3 separate regions of the Mus musculus genome follow, and all the other regions are linked to region 2. The links are chromatin contacts, called in public HiChIP or PLAC-seq maps. All regions are on one chromosome and are shown on one strand. The core of a region is the stretch at or near the end of the contact, and the rest is flanking DNA. Distances in the headings are between cores, read along the strand shown. Region 1 overlaps Plekhg1 (pleckstrin homology domain containing, family G (with RhoGef domain) member 1). Region 2 overlaps Plekhg1 (pleckstrin homology domain containing, family G (with RhoGef domain) member 1). Region 3 holds the start of Plekhg1 (pleckstrin homology domain containing, family G (with RhoGef domain) member 1).

What was found. HiChIP or PLAC-seq counts read pairs in DNA pulled down with a chosen protein or histone mark.
Region 1: a contact with region 2 is called in an H3K27ac HiChIP or PLAC-seq map of embryonic stem cells, with 4 times the contacts expected there. The contact joins two enhancer-like sites. A contact is called at or near these places in 3 of 15 datasets of contacts at CTCF or cohesin (all in embryonic stem cells), 23 of 484 Hi-C or Micro-C datasets (8-cell embryo, the HPC-7 cell line, the MNK3 cell line and 6 more) and 13 of 115 datasets of contacts at active chromatin or transcription factors (embryonic stem cells, epiblast stem cells, stem cell-derived epiblast-like cells and 1 more).
Region 3: an H3K27ac HiChIP or PLAC-seq map of embryonic stem cells shows a contact between it and region 2, with 2.2 times the contacts expected there. The contact joins the promoter of Plekhg1 here to the enhancer-like site in region 2. A contact is called at or near these places in 3 of 39 promoter capture datasets (3T3-L1-derived adipocytes, cranial neural crest and frontonasal cranial neural crest), 2 of 484 Hi-C or Micro-C datasets (embryonic fibroblasts and nephron progenitors), 3 of 115 datasets of contacts at active chromatin or transcription factors (embryonic stem cells and neural progenitor cells) and 2 of 9 other capture datasets (adipose tissue and pancreatic islet).

Annotation. Positions count from the first base shown.
Region 1 is chr10:3,939,055-3,943,456 of GRCm38.p6, reverse strand. Plekhg1 (pleckstrin homology domain containing, family G (with RhoGef domain) member 1) reads right to left here. Exons shown (of 17, transcript NM_001159942.1): 9 at 3,106-3,288; 10 at 2,924-3,019; 11 at 2,731-2,823. Among named protein-coding and RNA genes, the nearest start is that of Mthfd1l, 32 kb to the left of the region's middle. Within about 2 kb of position 2,031, at least 99 of the 459 cell types and tissues checked have an H3K27ac peak or open chromatin away from gene starts, as enhancers often do. A contact at or near this core is called in embryonic stem cells, epiblast stem cells, epidermal suprabasal cells and 1 more, where this site is marked.
Region 2 is chr10:3,851,506-3,855,605 of GRCm38.p6, reverse strand. The region is part of intron 2 of Plekhg1 (pleckstrin homology domain containing, family G (with RhoGef domain) member 1); the gene reads right to left. Among named protein-coding and RNA genes, the nearest start is that of Gm30164, 94 kb to the right of the region's middle. Within about 2 kb of position 2,710, at least 38 of the 459 cell types and tissues checked have an H3K27ac peak or open chromatin away from gene starts, as enhancers often do. A contact at or near this core is called in embryonic stem cells, epiblast stem cells, epidermal suprabasal cells and 1 more, where this site is marked.
Region 3 is chr10:3,738,121-3,742,017 of GRCm38.p6, reverse strand. It overlaps Plekhg1 (pleckstrin homology domain containing, family G (with RhoGef domain) member 1), which reads right to left and starts at 1,641. Exons shown (of 17, transcript NM_001159942.1): 1 at 1,478-1,641. Gm30164 (a long non-coding RNA gene) reads left to right here. Exons shown (of 3, transcript XR_003948984.1): 2 at 3,700-3,817.

The DNA.
Region 1 (4,402 bases), core at 782-3,281, 89 kb before region 2:
CATCAAGGGAGAGCCATCAGGAATATGTAGGATGGAAGGAAGAAGACAGGCAAAGTGAGCGGTCTCATTCGGTAACTAGCCTTTCAGAATCTTGTTAAGCAATTGGATTTTCCCAGGATTCTTGGGACCAGTAGGCGGGGCATATCAATGTCTCATGCAGAAGGGTCCAGCCTGAGTAACCACAGGAGAAGGTGATCGCGGCTCTGCGTGAGTTCCCTTGTATTGCACAGTGGTTGAAAAAGTAAAACTCACACTTGAGCACACACCTCTCTGCACAGATCCTAGAGGCCAGCCTGGATGTCTTTTCAAAACACATATGATCCCAGCACTTAGGAGGCCAAAGCAGGGGGCGTTCCAAGTTCAAGGCTTGCCTGGGTTATATATATAGTGAGACCCTGTCTCAACCAGCCAACCAACCAACCAAAGGCAAAGACAAATCTTTCCTTTCCCAGAATTTCTTCTGATTTTCCCCATCAGTACCACTCTATGACCCTGATGTCACTTCCTGTTCTACTTCTCTCCTCCTGGTCCCATCACAGACATCCCACCATCCTCACAGATGGCCATTCACACCCAACCCTTTTAGACTTTTGCTACGTCATCTCTAATAACTGTTTCCTCTACTCCACAGCAGCATGGTAAAGCCATCCCAGAACATGCACACACCAGCGTTGCCCTGCTTCTCAGGTAGGGTACCAGGGACCATCCTCAACTTCAGATTTCAGGTTTCCCACTGAACCAGCTGACTTCTGCAAGTCTCTTTCCCCTGTTCAGCCTGGAATCATAGTCACTGCAGCTACAGGCTCATGAGTGTGCAATGTTCTCTGTTCCCCAGCTCCACCTGTCCCCTCCCTGCAGAGGAACTCCTGTATGCCATGCTCCCTTAGGGCAGTTGTTAAGTGGTTTGTTATGACGCCATCAAACTGATTCACACAGCAGTCCCACAGCCCCAGTCAGGTCTTTGGCGTCTTCCAGATGGGACCTGAGTCACCTCCAGTGACAGGATCGTCTTCCTTTGCATCGAATCTGACTCTCTCCATTTTCAAGGACAAACCCTCTTCCTGTGTCGTCACTCACAGTAGTGTCTCTGATCCTTTATGATTTCCTAATTCTCCTCAGTTCCCCGCCAGACTCTTTCCAAGGCTCCTCTCTACCATCCCTGTGCTTACGGGCCCCATTCCTTCCACCTCCCTTGACAAACTGCTCTTCTGCATCCTGTTGCATCCTGCCTCTTAGTCTCCCCAGACAACTCAGAAACCTATATTGTGTTTTCCACCCAGATAGTGAGCTTTGCTTTGATGAGTTTTCTCTAAACTGCATCTTTTTGAACTTTGGGGGTGGGGCAGTCGGTACCAGTCTGTTCTCTAATTTCTTTCAACCCATTGCAAAAATCCCAGTTGTCGAACCCACACTCTGCATCTGTTTTGCCCTCTCAAGGTGGAGGTTCTTCTGTCCCCTCCTTCCTCACCAGCTGTCCCTTCCTGCTCTTTACTGGGTTTCTGCTGTTCTCTCTGGTCTTCCAGGTGCCCCTCCCCCAGCAGGTGACTTGCTGAGATTCCTAAGACTCCTCTTTTTTTCCCTAATAATTTTTTTAAAATTCACTTTACATCTCGATCGAAGCCCCTCCCCCTCCCCCTTGCTTCCCCACATTACAAGCCCCTTCCCCCATTACCCCTCCCAGTCTCCTCAGAGCAAGGGGCAACCTTGTTTCCTTTATACATTCTTGTGGGCCTTAGCCCTGTCAAGCCTTAGGGCCTCAGTCACTGCCTCTCCTAATCCTGGGCTGCCAGAACCTGAATTTCCACCTCCATTCACCGGCCAGATGCTCCTCCACTCCCATCTAACCAGTTAGGCCACCTCTGTGAGCCAGTCTGGCTAACTCCCAACCCAGAGGTCTTCCCGCAACTCAAGCACAATGTCAGAGGTGACTTCTGTTCCCTTTGCCTGGGTGACCTGCTTTGCATCTGCGCCTTGTGTTCTGCTCCCTAGACTACTTCCCCAGCCGCATTCCTGCCCCATTTCCTGGTCCTCCTGTCCCAACACCAGCTGTGTTTGGCAAACAGGGTGTCACTTGTGTTTTTGTGACTTTGTTGTCTCAGCCTAGTTCCGCCCTTCCCCCTCCCCAACTTCAGAAGGACATTCCTCACCCTTCAAGAAAGCAGGAGGTATTTTCCTTCCTGCCCTTACTGGCTAGACCTGAACACTTTGTCCTTTTGCCACCCCCCCACCCCACCCCCCCTCCCCGGGGCCACCTGGCTTTCAACGCTATTGTTTCCCCATGGCCGACAAACAGATCTGGGTTAGGCGGGCAGCTGGCTCTCTGCTGGTAAATTCCTTTCCCGCCAAACTGGGCTTGGTTTTCCACTGTTCCCACGGGACCCAACACAGGGGGATGGGGGTAGGGAATGGGGGGTGGCAGTGATTCCCAGTAGTTTAGTTTCTATTCTCTATAAGCTTCCTTATTTTATATATATGTGTGTATCTCCACCCCTAAATCTCTAGTGGGTGCCACTGACTCTCTTTTGTCTATATGTCAATATAACCTCTGAAATGCCTTATTGCAGACTTGGCCAGCCTCCTGACTCAGCCTCCTCAGTGCTGGGATTTCAGGCTCCATTGTGAAGCTAGGCCTTATTTCCTCGTCAGACCCCACACCGCCATGTGTCCCCCCCAAACCCCCGCCTGGGTCCTTTCTACATTATGGTGTGCTGGCTGACGTTTCTCTCTCACCTTAGCTGGGATCTTTGCTGCTGCTGCGTGGTTCTCCAGAATTAATCTCTTCAGGTGCAGAACCCAGAGACGTTTGTCTTGCTGGGATTTGGCCTGCAATGGGAGATTTAAATTGTCAGAAGTGAGGCAACAGAGATGGCGGCTGGGTCCAGCACACCTCTCCCCTTTGGGGACCTCGGAGTAGCCCTGTTACCTGAACTGTGTGCTGAAGCTTGGGGTTCTTGTAGTGGAAGACACTGAAGCTGAGCGGTTCTTTTGGTATGACCTCTACAAGCATGAGGTTGCCACACTGCAGCAGAGAGCACAGTGCATCAGGCACACATGGGACACAAAGAGCCACCCCCAGGCCTTGCATGCCACCCCGTGAAGACCCACCAGGATGTGAGCCTTGTATGTAAACGTGTCATCTCTCTTTTTTGTGATGAGCAGCAGCTGGTCCAGGAGAAAAAGAGTCCTCTCCTTTTTGGCCTTCTGGATGCGGAAGGTTCCTTCAAGCACCAGCTCCCCATAGCTGGTGAGGTCAGGCCCCTCCCAGTTGGTTAGCAAGCTCTGGATCTCCTGGATACAAAGTAAAAAATTCTCAGAAGGAAACACCAGGCAAGCTGCATTGCACACTCAGTGGCCTGTTGTTGGATCTCAAGGATGGGGGCTGGCATATCTGTGTTTATGGGGTGAGGCTATCCGTCGAGGATCACCCAAAAGGAACTGAATTTTTAGTTGCTGAATTGCCAGGGGGTTATTGTCATCCCTGAATGGTCCAGAGTCATAGCCACCAGCGGCAGTGGCTGCAGCTCGACCTTTCAAAGGCTTCACGAGGCAGTCAACATGGAGCGCCATCTTAGACGGGCTCCTCCTCTAACCTGTCTCAGCCTCTCCTTTTTGGATTATAAAACCTCCAATGTCCAACTTCAGGATGTTCTCTCACAAACTGAGTCCACACCATACACAACTGAAAACTAAAGCCTTTGTAAAACCACAGACATTTTCTCAGGATTTCTCCCAACTTTGAATTCATTTATTGAGAAAGGACATGGCCTTTGCTACTGTTTGAGAGCTCTCCATGGGACTTAGGGAATACGAATTAGTGATACGGCTGATAGCCCTTTAGGATTTGTTGCACATCAACATTTTAAATTAGTGATACGGCTGATAGCCCTATAGGATTTGTTGCACATCAACATTTTAAGGAAGCTGCCTAAAATGACTTTGAAAACTGAAGATATTCACAAGTACTACTTAAGAAAAGCCACAAGATGGTCAATGTCTTCACTGGGAAGCTGGGTGTGTAGCTCAGCAGTGGCATGTGTAGTTTGTGCAAGTCCCTGGGTTCGTCTTACTATCACACTTGACCTTAGCCAAAAGGTCAAGAAGTGAGTCGTCTTACTACCAAACAGAAAATCAAACAAACAAAACTACTTTTGTTGGCTACAAATTGACATGGTATGAATAAAGTTTGAGACAGGGTCTGATTTAGTGGGATCTTCAGAATGTCACGCAGATCAAGACAGCATGAAAAATGAGCCATTTGGTCGTTTTTGACTATAGAAAAGATGTCTGATATTATATTTGTAAAAAAACCAAACTTGAACAATAAGATTTTTTGTTACTGCTTCAAAGAGAACAACAACATCAAAAACACCTGGAAATAGAATGTTGCTGTTTCTTGAGGCAG
Region 2 (4,100 bases), core at 1,461-3,960:
CAATCTGGAGGGACTTTCCTGAGGAAGAGATGTGTGAACTGGCATCTGAAATCTGAGAAGAAGCAGGTAAGAGGTGCGAGGTGGGGAGAAAAGGCCCACCTGTCAGGATGCTTTACTGCCTGTGGGCCCAGGGTGCTCATACAGATGCCGATCACCCAAGCTGATTTTGTTCCCTTGTGTGTATAGACCACAGAGTTACACAGCATAGTTAAGGCAATGCTTATTCTAACAGGTCCTCTTTCAGGAACTGTCCTTTTCTAAGCTGAAATGATCTTATTTTTTAATCTCTCTCTCTCTCTCTCTCTTTCTTCTCTCTCCCTCTCTTTGTGTGTGTGTGTGTGTGTGCGTGTGTATTCTCCTATTCTAAACACTGGGCAGAGCTGCATAGACAGAGACTGTTATTGTCTGGCCACGTGGATGGGGTCTTTTCATAAATATAAACTGCACCTCAAATTTCCCTACCCAGCACTTTCAGAGTAAAATGAACATCAGCGATCTAAAAGAAGGAGGCACAAAGGAATGTGCTGATAGATGGGAAGCTGGTGAGTCTACTCTGTCTTGAAGCTTCTAGGGGCCATAGGAAGTAACCACGTGTATCCAGTTAGCCATTTGTGCTATATATAGGACCTGAAGCCAGAGATAATTACCCAGTTGTTAATATGGCTTTGAACGGAACACTGACTTAAGGGTCTAGATGAATTAGTCATAGCAAAACGGTAAGATCCAGTGAATTAAGCCACTCCAAAAGTAAAAAGGAGTCAAGCTTCTCCCATTACTCCCAGTTATCACCTTACTGGTTGAGGAATACAAAGCACCCCCAAAGCTAAACTTATTTTGTACAATCAGCATCATCTTTTATTGTGCATGAAAAGAGGTGTGGAAAGGAACCAAGGTCAGGGATTGGGATGTGTGGGGTCCCAGCTCTCCTGGACCTTGTTATCCTGGCTGAGTGGCTACCATGTCTTGGATCCAGATTATACCTCAACTACTAAGATGAGAGATCTAGAGCTTCTTGGAAATTGATGTCTATATGAAGGTGAGGGCAGGCACAAGTTAAGGTGAGAGCCAGTGATTGGGCAGTGGAAATGGAAGACAGGAAGAGATTTTTAGAGATGGGAAAGGACAGAGAGGAGAAGGAGGGAAGATGGAGGAAGAGAAAGACGATCCAGATTCCACGTGGCTTTAAATAGCCACAGGTAGCTATGAATATCTTATAAGGGATGGATAATTACAAGACAGTTTGTCTTATCTAGGTGGGCAATTTATATCAATTGGTTCTGAGTTCATTGTGTGGGCTTTTTGTCGGGTGAGAATTTACTGATATAAACCTGACTTATAAATTACAAGGCTCTAGAGTTTGGATTTTACTGGGTTTCTGGGATTTGGGACCACTGACCACAGTGGATGTGTGGCTGGGAATGAGAGCAGAATCCGCTCCAAGAGAACCGCAAGGTGGGTGGGCAGTTCAGTACATGAGGCTAGCCATGGAGGCAGTGAGGTTGCTGGGGCCAGAGAGGAGCTGGCATTAGCTCAGGAAAATGCCTTTTAAAATATCTCCTGCAACAGTTTCTTGCCTTCAAAAACACATTTCCAAAGGTATGAATCAAAGATTCCACAACTCCAGGTGATGCAATGGCATCATGACCTACTTGATAGTTCCACAGACCGACTTCCTTCAGGCTTTAAGACAATTTAGCCTCTTAAAAGTGGTCCCACCAACATGGGTAACCCTGGGCTGATGCATGAATCGGGGACATGCTGGACTCTGTAATCCCCATGATTCCTTACCCAGCAGGAAGCAGAACTCCTAATTCAGCTCTCAGCAAGGGTAAAACTCCCTCCCCAGGTTTCAGCATCAGCTGACAGTCTACTTTGTCTGCCTCTCAGGTCACGCTCTGGCTGCTCATTAACATCATCCCAATGTCTACAAAGTTGCATTCTGAAACCCAAATTATCAAGTAGATGAGCAAAAAAGGGCTCATTTCAGCACAGGGGTATTGTCATAATGTGTGGCTACATCCCAACCAAAGCATTTGATGCTCTACTAGAAGACAGGGGCTACCTCCCAGAACTCACACCAGGCAGCTCACAACTACCTGGAACTCCACATCCAGGGAATCCAATGTTATTCTGGACATGTGGCATGCACTGCATACCTTCCCTACTCCCCCAAATCAATCTTAAAAAATGAAAAATGAAGTTGAATCAACTACACAACTGCAAACTTTATGCTCATAAGCCCCAGAAAGCTGAGACATGGGGCCAGCTTGGGCTAGCCCGGCTCTGTTTCAAAAGTAAAGCAAAACAAATGTAGGGAGTGCAGGGAGCCCGGAGCCAGTGTGCATGCTTGAGTGTATGCATGAGTGTATGCTTGAGTGTGCATGCTTGAGTGTGTGTGTCTTAGTGACATGGGCGGAGCCATATCAAGGACCCCAGTGCCTAAGACTCATGGGAAAGTGGGAAGTCTTTCCTGGGCTAGGTTCAGGGAATGGCCAAGCCTTCACTCCTTGTGGGGGTGTGAATGTTGTTAGTGGGTATAAAGAATGTCCACATCTCCTCCTTGGTGTGTAACACTCCGACAACTGTTTCCTACAGAGACTGTTCCTAAGAAGATTAGCTAAACCAGCTTCCTTGTTCAAGTGTATATAATGACCCTGCTTCCTTGTTTATCTGTATGCAATAACTCCGCCTCCTTGTTCAGCCATACAAACCAACTCTGCCTCCCTGTTCAACTGCATATAATAAACATGGCGAGTTTGCAGTGGGACTGCAGTGTCACCATCAAAGAGGCCACTCCACCCAGTCCTAGCTTTTCAGGGCCTTGCCTCCCCAATCTGGTCTATCCTTGGAGCTGTGCTAGATGCAGCTTGCAATTCAGAACTATTGTTCTCAGAAGGTAGAGTGTGGTCGATTCAAAGACCTCCAGGGAGTCCGTACTCTCCTCCCATTAGTCTAGATAGAACAAAGTCACTGTGATAAGGTGTCTTTGAGACTAGAAAACTGTAGCTGTTCCCGCTCTACAGCTGCTTTTGCAGCTGGTTCAGACTGGTTTACAGAGGGCCTGGCTAAAATGTCCCCTGGAAAGAGAATTCTGTCAATATCTAAAGGTGGTACTCTGGTTTTTATTTTAGGTGCATATAATAGATTCTACGTGGGAGTCTGGGTTGGATGAAGCTTCCAAGGAGTTTGTCTGATAACAGTGAAAGAGACTGCGAGAATCAGGAGAAGGAAGCAACATTGTTGAGAGTATAACAGGCAGGGGAATTTGGTTTTGTTGCTCTTCTGAAAAATAAGCCAAGATCCACTGGTTGCAAATGCCAGAATCGGCACACATTATATTCCTGTCTCACTAGTCTCTTGTCCCTTTTGAAAAACAATAGGCAGAGTAGAGACTTAGAAATGGAGATTTTAATCCCATCAAAACAAACAGGGTTGCACAACTAGGCTTTGCTGCAAGGAGAAAGGAGGCCTGAGAGGCCTGGAGGAACATTTGTCAGTCTGGTCTCCAGTCACTTCAGAGGGTGTCTGGAGGCACCAGTCCACCATTAGCGTTTTTTTCCCTAGAAAGGAGAAAAGTCTGGTCCTGTCCCCAACCCGTGTTTATATCTTTCTGAACTCTGAAGATAAAAATCCGAATACACTGAGGCCTCTGAGGGGCTTCTCAGACATAGGGCCCTCTCTGATATGTGATATCTTCCCCTCAGGAGCTCAGGGGGAGGAGAGGAGGGGGGTAGAAAAACAAACCCTACGACTTTCCCCTAATGCTGATGTGAAAGAAAAAAAAAGAGCAGAGATCTAAGCCGGTGCTTCTCTGGGCTTGTGGATCAAACTGGTCTGACTTCAGACTATTTACTGCACACCAATTTTCCCTCCCCAATCCTGAGGTTTATAAAGAGTCCACCTGGCTCCAGCTCATCTCCTCTGGGGAGCCCTGGTACCTCCTCTTCTTACACAGTAAGGCAAAAGTAGAATAACTGGTAGCTCCACTCAGAGTGCAGGAACACAGGCTGTTGCCTGGCCTTCTGCACATGCTCCCTTTTCAGGTGCCTAGGGGAAACCCAGTGGCCAAGAAAAAGTTACAGGCTGGTGGCTTTTTTATA
Region 3 (3,897 bases), core at 392-2,891, 110 kb after region 2:
AGGTCAGTGAACTCTGGAAAAGAAAGTTTCTTCCTGGTCGGTTTTAACGGCTTAGACGGGGTGCAATTCCAAGAGACAAAAAGCTAAGTCAGGAATCAGGAAGCCAGACTCAAAGATGTTAAAGGGTCAAACACTAGCCCATCACTTTTGTATAGAAGTGTTAACTACTGTAGAATAAATAAATACCCTGGACTGAAAGGGGTAAAACCAATTAAAACTATGTGGTTCATATACACTGCTTTAACAGTGAGGAAGTACAAGCTACCAGGATTGCTTTTCCTCACGTCCCACACAGTGTAAGGCTAAAGTTGAGAGGTTTTAGATCTCTGACACGATAGACTTGGATACACTTTAAAAACAAAACAAAACAAAAAAAAAAAACAAAAAAAACATCAGTTTAACAACAACAACAAAAACCAAAACTCATCTATTCTTTGAAAGTATGCGAACTCCAGAAACTGAGAATTCAAACAGGCTGACCACAGGTTTTAACGCAATCTAAGCCTGGAATTCAATTAAACGTTAAATCTGACCCAGACTTAAGGCATCCTACTGGTTTTGTATCCAATGTGTATTCAGTTTGTATCCAGAGTGCCCCTAATCCCCAAAACAACCCTCCCGAGGTGACTGGGTTTCCTGAGAAGATAAAATCGCTGTCAAAATAGGTGCAGTAAGCTCTGGCCACCTGAAGGTGGTACAAAGAGAGCGCCAAGAGCCGCCAGAGCTTAATGAAATTCCAGGGTTGCACACACAGTCAGCTTTACACATACCAACTTCATACAACACATCCAAGCAATCAGCTACATCATTGTTTCTCAGGAACATTGTGAAACTGAGGAAGCCAACCACCCTCTCCTCACTGGGCGTCCTGGACTGTAGAGCTCTGAGACTCCATGGGGGACACAAAGAGGGGGTCTGCTCTAGCAGTCACCCCGGGGCCTGCTGCCCGCCCCCCAACAACCTTTTCCTCTGGCCAACAGTCCACACAGTCGTAGCCAGCTAGGTATTACCGTGTGTCCGGGTGACGGATGGGGCACAGCTTCTAGACTCCCGGGTCACTCCTATAAAGCGCTGACTTGCTGATTTGGGGGCGCCCACGCGAGTTTCTGCCCCACGCAGGACTGCTCCTAGCTGGAGCACACAGCACTCCCCGCCATCGCGCCCGCACCGCTGTTGGGGTGTTGTCCAGACTGTCCTATTTGGGGATAGTTCCGCTTGACTTGGGGGCGCGGGTGGCACACGGCGCGCTTGAGCAAACTTCGCGGAGCTGCAAACTGCAACCCGGGTGGCTGCAGCAAGGGGCGGGAGCGCCGGGCTAGCAGGTCCTGCCTGAGTCGACCCCATCAGTCGACTGCCAACGACCCCATCAGTCCCCTCCCAGGAGCAGCGCTCAGAGACACCCCCCGCCCCGCCCCCCCCCCCCCCCCCCCCCCCCCCCCCCGCCCAGGGCCAGGCACTGCGATCCCGCTCTTCCCACCTGCAGATTCGGGGCGCGTGGCCGAGGTCCCCGGCTTCCCTTGTCTGGTCCCTGGAATAGTCTCGGCGGAGCTTACGGGAGAGGGGCGGCTCCCGAGCGCTGGCTCCGCGGTGCGCTGCGCTCCAGCGCCGGCTCCGGCGGCCCCGAGCCCTGCAGCTCGCCTGGCTCCACTTCCTCTTTCCCACTCTGCTCCCGGCGTGTCCCGCCCCGCCCCGCTCCTCGGTCCGCTGCAGCGGGTTGCGGTCCCCGCCCGCCTCCACGGGGCCCTGCGGGAGGAAAGAGGCAGAGAGGAGGAGGCAGCTCAGAAAGAGATTAAGCTTGCTCTCTGGAGCTTTGCCAAAGACAGCAGTCAAATTACAGCCTCTGGGGGGAAAGTTTTTGTCTCTTTTCTTTTTTCTTTTCTTTTCTTTTCTTTTCTTTTCTTTTCTTTTCTTTTCTTTTCTCTTCTCTTCTCTTCTCTTCTCTTCTCTTCTCTTCTCTTCTTTTTTCTCTTCTCTTCTCTTCTCTTCTCTTCTCTTCTCTTCTCTTTCCTTTTCTTCTCTTTTCTCCTTTTCTTCTCTTTCCGTTTTCCTTTCCCTCTTTTTCTTTTTGTTTTTCTTTTCTCTCTTCTCTCTTCTTTAAAAAAAAAAAAAAACTCCCTGCTACTGTGTTAACAGCCACATCGCTTTCTTTTTTCTTCTCTTCTCTGGGCTGTTGGGGTACAGCTAAGCCTTGGACATGGCCACTTCCCAGAGTGTTCTGAAATCGGATCCAACACCGTTTCTTTGCATCCAAACTCGAATTTCACACTGTAGCTTATGATGTCACAACACTAGGAAATGGGAGAAGGGTGCTTACTGGGTTCAGGCATCAGCACCCCCACCACCCCAGTGAACATACTGGATGACCTTTGATTAGAGAAAGCAAAAGTGGAAAAGGAGGCAGAGACCTTTGCGACAGCCAGATGTTTAAAGGCACCCATAAGGTAGGACAATAAAAAATAGGACCTCTATCACAGGTGCCTTTTTGGTGACATTCTTGGTAGCACTTGGCACCTTTCAAACAGGTGTGTCAGATATGCCTGTGTTTCACCAGGCGTAGTAAGACACAGCCACGCACTCTGCTTGATTCTAAGAACTTCATCTCCCTGTAGTACACCACATATTATAAAGTTTTATGGTACTGGGTGAGAGGGTTTTTTGTTTTTTGCTTGTTTTGCTTTTTTAATAAACAAACAATTCACCTTTCAATGTGTCCACATTCTGAGTAGCATAATGAACTCTGGCCGTCCTGCCTGCTTCCCCCTGGTATGCAAGTCATTCTTTTGTCCAACATATAGTTACTACTGCTGTGATGAAACACCATAACTAAAAGCCAAGAGGGCAGGGAAACCCTTGGCTTTCACGTCCACATCACTATTCAACATTGGAGGAAGTCAAGGCAGGAACTCAAGCGGGGCAGAAACCTGGAGTCACCTGCTAATGCAGAGGCCATGGAGGACTGCTTACTAGCTTGCTCAATCTGCTTTCTTACAGCACCCAGGACCACCAGGCCAGGAGTGACCCTCCCATGATGGGCTAGGCCCTCCTGCATGGATCACTAATGAAGAAAATGCCCTACAGGCTTGCCTAAAGCTGTATCCTGTGGAGGCATTTTCTCAGTTGAGACTCCCTCCTCTCCTATGACTCTAGCTTATGTTAAATTGATATAAAACAAGCCAGCACAAATATACTGTATACACTACAACTCACTAGTAGCTGTCTCACTCTTCAGATCAATTGCCGTGGTATCACAGTGCTTGTGTTTCAGTGATCCCTACTTTACTTATTGATGGTCCTGATGTCCAAGTGTCCAAGAGTAAGGATACATAGGCCTTTTATTTCACTGTATTGTTAGAACAGTTAATTGAATATATATATATATATATATATATTGTTTTTCGAAACAGGGTTTCTCTGTGTATCCCTGGCTATCCTGGAGCTCACTCTGTAGAACAGGCTGAACTTGAACTCAGAAATCCTCCTGCCTCTGCCTCCCAAGTGCTGGGATTAAAGGCATGCGCCACCACTGCCCAGCTAATATATATATATATATATATATATATATATATATATATATATATAACAATTAATCTTATTAATGGCCCTCACTATTTTCTTAATATACTTACTTTATAAATCATCCTCTCTCATCGGTAGGTAAGTATGAATGGCAAATGTTATATTGTGTATGGTTGACTTCAGGTACTGACTTGGAGTTTTAGAGTATACCTGTCTAGGATTCATGAAGACTATTCCACATCAAGCCTGCGAGTTGTCACTGATCATTCTATAAAGACCCAGGACTCAGAGAAGCCATTTGGTGAGTATTGGGGGTACTTGGAGAAGAAGTGAGCAAAGCTGGGGTTCCCCACTCTCTCTGGTTCTTTCCTCTCAGGCCCT